Regions from separate parts of the Mus musculus genome. Here region 1 is linked to region 2. Evidence: chromatin contacts called from public HiChIP or PLAC-seq data. All regions are on one chromosome and are shown on one strand. Each heading gives the region's core, a stretch centred on a gene start, on an enhancer-like site or on the middle of the called end of the contact. The rest is flanking DNA. Distances are from core to core; before and after follow the strand shown. Region 1 holds the start of Fam76b (family with sequence similarity 76, member B). Region 2 overlaps Maml2 (mastermind like transcriptional coactivator 2).

Region 1 (2,940 bases), core at 228-2,727, 510 kb after region 2:
AAGAACTCCAGTTTTCTCACATTTAATTCTTATTTCTTCCTATTGGAGCGTTTTCCAAAAGACTGAGCGCCACAATCCACTCTTAAAACATCAGTGACTAACTAAACCCGCAGGCTTAATTTTCCCGATCGCTTCTCCAGAGCAACTTTTCCATACAGAGTCTAGTAATGGGAAGTGGGAATGCCCGGGCTCCGCCTGCAAGGGTCGCGCAACAAACAGAGAGGCACGGCAGCAAGGGCGAAAACGCACTCTGGGGACCACGGACGCCTCAGCGGCTGCCACTCTACAAACCTGCACACCTACCTGTTAGTGAGTTTCCGAGACGGGCCGTTACGCTCACGTGACCGACAGAGCTTTGTGTTAGCGGGCCTGAGAGTGCACCAGCCAGGCTCGGGACAACGCTCCAAAGCACCGGCTGAGAGGACAAGGGAACGCAGGGTGGAAAAGGAGGTGCTCCAGAAAACACAGTTGCAGCCTCCGGGAGTGGCACGCGGCCTCGGGCAGCCCGCCATCCTGCGGGACGAGGGCTGACGCCAGATCGCGGGCCCCCTGAAAAGTGAGGCAACCCGGAGAGCCGTACAGGCCCACCTGGAACCCACGCGATTGCCGCCCCTTACCGAAAACTGAGAATCAGAAGCCGCCGAGACCGAGGCTGCCGCCATCTTCCCACCTGCGCAACCCCAGACGCCGTCCTTGAGCTCCTCCTCCGGATTCGACAGCCGCCCGCCTGGGGCAAGCGGAATCCAAGTCCCCGATGGAAGGGGCGGGCGAGCTGCGAACCCTATAGGAGCCTCGGTCTCGCAAACCACAAGGACGCCACACTCAGCGCGCACGGGAAAGGCAACGCGTCTTGATAGACGCCTTCCAGTGACCAATCAGAAAAGAGGACAACTTCTGGTGGCAGGGAAGAGCCCGCCTCCTCTCTCGGTGACGTCACAAGGTAGCGCATCGCGGAGCCTGCGGGAACGGCAACGTCTGAGTTGACAGACGGCTCTGGGAGCGTCTGAAAAGGGATGGATTTTCTGGATGAGGAAGCAAAGGCTAGGGCTTCTGGAACCTTCAGCGCCTGCTGAGGCGGATGACGGAAGCTGAATAAAGGAGAATGGAAAGTTGACATACTCCATCAGCATCCCAGGAATAAACTCCAGAGAGCGTTGCTTCTCCATTTGATGTACTGACCTTTCGGCCAATGACAAACAGAAGTAGGAGGGGCTTAAGGATATGGTCCAATGGAAGCCAAGGACTGAAAAAAAGCGGCGTTTCGTGGACCCCCTGGCCAATGGGCTCAAGCGCACCAGCCAAACGACGACTGGCCGTGGCTTGTGGGCGGGATCTTTTCAAAGCGGATTTCGCGCTCTGAGAGCGGCGGCTTCCTATTGGTTGGTACTTTCTCTCTTTGTGGGCGCTCCCTGCCGAACCTAGGCCAGGGACTGGGCGGAGCTTTCTAGTGACGTAAGGCTCTCTGTAGCCAATCGTAGAGAGGGACGCGAGACCGAGGAGGAAGCGGAATCCACCGCCTAGCTCCCGCTTCGTCTCCCTCCGCCGCGGTCCGGGCCTAAACGGGAGCGGCGGGGCGGGCGGCAGTAGGTGTCCCGGGACGGCGGCGGAGGCGGAGGGAGACGCAGGGGACCCGGCAGTTACCGGGACTGGGCCACAGCAGCAGAAGAGCCCGCGGGCGGGGCAGCCGAGTTCCCGGAGGCCCCGCCTGAGCGCGCGCGGAGGAGCCGGAAAGCAGGATGGCGGCGTCGGCCTTGTACGCCTGCACCAAGTGCACGCAGCGCTACCCCTTCGAGGAGCTCTCGCAGGGCCAACAGCTCTGCAAGGTCGGTGGGCGCCGGTCGTTCAGCGCACCGCTCCCCGCCAGGGCCCGGGCATTATATGGGCGAGCCCCGTGTCGACCGCGTCCCGCCTGCTCGCAGGTTGGGCTAGCTCGGCCGCTTCTGGCGGTCTCGGGTGGGGCTGAGCCAAGCGGCCACCAGTCCTCCGTGTCGCAGAGATTGGGTGCAGACTCTCTCATCCCAGCTTTGGCAGGGACTGCCCTCTCCTTCCACTGGGAGGCAGGGCCCGTGTTTGCACTTTCTTGCTAGCAACCCGAAGCTGCAGAGCTGATGGCATTCTGCTTCCCTGTCCCGGAAAGCGAAGCGACTGGTTTAGGAACAGAGTGCTCTCTGATTTGGAGCTCCTCCCATCCCATAAAAGCCGGGATGCTGTCTGTGAGCAATTGTACAAAATAACTAGTAGTTTCACATGTAAACCACCCCTGGAAGTCAGTCCTGACAGCTTCCTTAGTTTCTCTCTGTTCCATATACCCCCTCCGCACCCCCCCCCTCCACTAAGGACAAAAATATCCCCATGGAATTATACTCTGCCTGACGGCTGATGTGATAAGTCACCCAGTTGTTTACGTTGCCAGCCAGGTTTTATTGACATTTCAGGCACTTGACTAAGTCGATTAATTTCTACCAAAGAGTGAGATTGGGTCTCTGAAATAAATACTGACTTATGTATTATCTTATTACAGGAATGTCGGATTGCACATCCTATTGTAAAATGTACTTACTGCAGATCAGAATTTCAGCAGGAGAGGTTTGTATACTGAGCAGTCTTTCATTGTTACAAATTCGTATAAGGAATAATTAGGGGTTGTAATATTTGTGTTAAAGTGCTTTGAAAAACTGATTTGTTTTTGAAATTTAAAATTTAGAGCTACTATGTACAGTATGAGAGAAGACATTTAACTAAAGAAATTCTGGTTTTACATGTGAAAATAAGGGATAAAATTGATAGATGGAAAATGTACACTTCTGCCAACAGTCAAAATATAAGCAATTACTTTTAAACTTTTTTTTTTTAAATGGGAAACTGCTAATTAACCTGAGGAAAGAGCTACAGTGTTACTAACTGCCTTGGAAGACTGAAGTCACTGCCTTAAGCAGTGTG
Region 2 (3,026 bases), core at 137-2,636:
CTGCATTTCTGATGACTCCTAGGAGTCCACTAGCAGGGTCATGGAGAAGGGCTGCAGAGTCCTCTGAAGTAAGGGCTCAAAGGAAATTCTCCATGGATATTCACAGGACCCACAACTGGTCTTTAAGCTTTTCTCCTTCCTGTTAAGTCTTTTCTGAGTAATATCTTGGATGGGACTTAAAGGAAAGATCTGCAGCTCTTTGCTTAGAAGAAACTTTTGTATGCAATCAAATCCAAGTGGAGAATACATTTCTTTAAGTTGATGAATGTTTTCTTTTACCAGAAGAAAGTGGCAAGAATCATAATCGATGAGGTTTTTGATGGAGATAAAAATATGCTTTATTTATTTCAAGTTAAAGTTCCACCATGGTGTCAGACGTCTGACATGCATCACTCAGTGGATGTTGAACAATACTGGCAAATATACAAACACAAACTTTTGTGTCTGTGTGTGAATGCTTGCATATATATAAATATATATACATGTAGGTACATATGTGTCCACGTGTTGAGGCCAGAGGATGTATCTGCTGCGTTCCTCGGGTGTTATCTATCTTCTTTGCTTGTTTGTTGTGTGTCTGTTTGCTGTTTTGAAACATGGCCTTTCACTACCTGGAATTCTGGAATTCAGCAAGTATGCTAAGCTAGCTGGCCAGAGAGCCCCAGGGATGCGCCTATCTCTACTTCCCCAGTAACAGGATTCCAAACACATAGTACCTGCCCTTGCTTTTTGTATGTGAATTCTGGGGACTGAACTCAGGCCTTTGTGGCTGACTAAACTGACTGAGCAGCCTCACAAACATGTTGTTTGCTTGTGAGTCAAGGTCTCATGATGTAGTCCTGGCTATCCTGGAACTCACTATGTAGACAGGACTGACCTCAAACTCACAGAGATTCACTTCTGCTTCCCAAGTGCTGAGATTAAAGTTGGGCACCACTACTCCCAGCTTTTACAAGTATGAAAATTTGAGATCACAACCCCTTCTACCGTGTACTATGCATAGAGTGAGAAATATTGTTCTTCACCATGGCCTTCCAGTACAGCATGCTTATTTAAAATCACATTATATGTCTAATTTTTCAAGCACTATTCTAAATGTTTTTGAAGTATTAACTCATATCCCTGTACTTAAACCATGACATTATTCCCATTTGACAGATAGGGACTGAGTAGTGGTACAGTAAGAGTTTGAACTGTTGCTAGCTGCTAGAGTCCTATTACCTCTAACCAATGTCCCTTGCTGAGTGTAGAAGACACTCACGCAGGTGTCCTCAGACTCCAGCTCACGTCTGATCCAGGCCTGAGTTTTGAAGCAAGTACAACAAAGTATTTGCAATCCAGTGCTGATTAGACATGAAGAGTCATCTTAGCTGCAGATGCAGCTCAGTAGGAATGCCTAAGGCTATAGATCACTCTTTGAGTTGCCTGTCTCCTGTTTTCTAAGCCTCAGAAAGTGCTGGAACATGTAGTTCGTGAATGACAGATATGCTTTGGCTTGCATTCTGGGATAGGTTTCTACAGCCACCTGGAAGGCCTGTGGAGGTTTCTGAAATAAAACGTGTGCTCACTGGGAAGGAGAACGATGCTGAGTCATTATCCTCACTGGCCCCGTGGGCATGGCTGGTCTCTGGGATAGACTCTTTATGCTCAGGAACCAGCCATGGAGTATCTCCAGTGTGCATTCCAGATGGAATGTTAATTCTTGTGGAGGAATGGTTCCAGATCTGACTATGTTGTGAGGAGGCTACAGTCCATCTGGAAAACAAGTTTATGTTTAGAAATAAACTGCCTTTACCTTATAGATCCCTTACAGATATTGCGGCCTCTGTTCTGTAAGTGTGGTGTGGAGACTTCTTTCCCTACTTGCAACTAGATCACTCTCTCTAAAATCCTTACACATGAAAATCCTGCAGACACTGTCTCCGTGGTATAAATTCTGGAAGAGTTGTTCTTTGGATGGGAATGGCCACAGAAAGTGAGGAGATGGTGAGCATGAGGCCCAGAACATAAAAGCCATCCTTGGGGTTTTCTTTTGGGAATTAGATCTTGCTATAAGCTTCCATAACACTTCTCAGGAAATCTGTTGTTTCATCTAAATCCTGCCCTCGGCCCAGGAATGGAGAGGAAAAGACTGCAGTTCCCCAAGCACTCTTGTCAGGAGCTTTCTGTGCTAAGAGGCAGGAGACTTCGCTCCTTGACTTCATGTTCCTCTGCTGTGTGTTACAAGCATGTTCAGTGTGGGTCCGCTCCATGGTTTTGTCAGATTCCCAAAGTGCTCCAAGGCCTGAAGAACCTGAAGTCAAGGCTTGGGGTGAGAGGAAGAAGAATCCTAGGAATGCTGGAGTAGTGAGATTGTTGTCCAGAGCACAAGCTCCGGGAGAGCTCTTGAGTTGATTACTAGTCTGTGTTCTGCTCACTCCAGGCTCAGGAATCGGGGCTGAAATCAAATGTACCTTGTTTTGTGCCTGATTCCCTAACCCTGGGCCTTCTTGTCTGTTGTGTTATCTATCTGGGCACCATTGCCCTGTTTAGCTGTCCCCAGGTCTGCTTTTTTTCTGCAGGTTTCTTTCATTCTCTTCTGCAGGTGAGAGCCCTAGTAAACAGTCTCTTAGGCTTGGTTTCTAAGTGACCTCTCACATTTGCAGGCTTCCTGCCCTCTCACCTTAACCTCTGCATTTAAATAATGTCTCTCCCTTTCATTAAGGACCTTCTTAGTGAATATTTGAGGCCTGGCTTGCAGCTTTTTCCTGGGACATCGGCACAGGGACTGTTCTTATTAGCTGGGCACCCCAGGCTGCTGGAGTTCCTATCTTGGCAGTGGACCATCAAACACCCTATTTTTAAGAGTCTCTAACTTAGTTGTAAACATGTGCTGTGACTGGGCCCTCTGTCTCTTTACTCATATTTACTGAAGTGGTTTAGCTGTTGAAAAGTTGTTATGATGAAAAAGATTAAAAAATAAAAGCTTGGCCTCCAGGATTGTTATTTTCCACTTGTCTAACTCAAAAATACATGATCTCACAAAA

The links. HiChIP or PLAC-seq counts read pairs in DNA pulled down with a chosen protein or histone mark.
Region 1: an H3K4me3 HiChIP or PLAC-seq map of bone marrow-derived macrophages shows a contact between it and region 2, with 2.7 times the contacts expected there. The contact joins the promoter of Fam76b here to the enhancer-like site in region 2. A contact is called at or near these places in 6 of 115 datasets of contacts at active chromatin or transcription factors (the 230-238 cell line, bone marrow-derived macrophages, effector CD8 T cells and 3 more) and 2 of 9 other capture datasets (adipose tissue and liver).

What each region holds. Positions count from the first base shown.
Region 1 is chr9:13,826,239-13,829,178 of GRCm38.p6, forward strand. It overlaps Fam76b (family with sequence similarity 76, member B), which reads left to right and starts at 1,478. Exons shown (of 10, transcript NM_176836.4): 1 at 1,478-1,823; 2 at 2,522-2,586. The coding sequence starts at 1,737. Cep57 (centrosomal protein 57) reads right to left here and starts at 869. Exons shown (of 11, transcript NM_026665.4): 1 at 618-869. The coding sequence starts at 662.
Region 2 is chr9:13,313,310-13,316,335 of GRCm38.p6, forward strand. The region is part of intron 1 of Maml2 (mastermind like transcriptional coactivator 2); the gene reads left to right. Among named protein-coding and RNA genes, the nearest start is that of Maml2, 17 kb to the left of the region's middle. Within about 2 kb of position 1,387, at least 60 of the 459 cell types and tissues checked have an H3K27ac peak or open chromatin away from gene starts, as enhancers often do. A contact at or near this core is called in adipose tissue and bone marrow-derived macrophages, where this site is marked.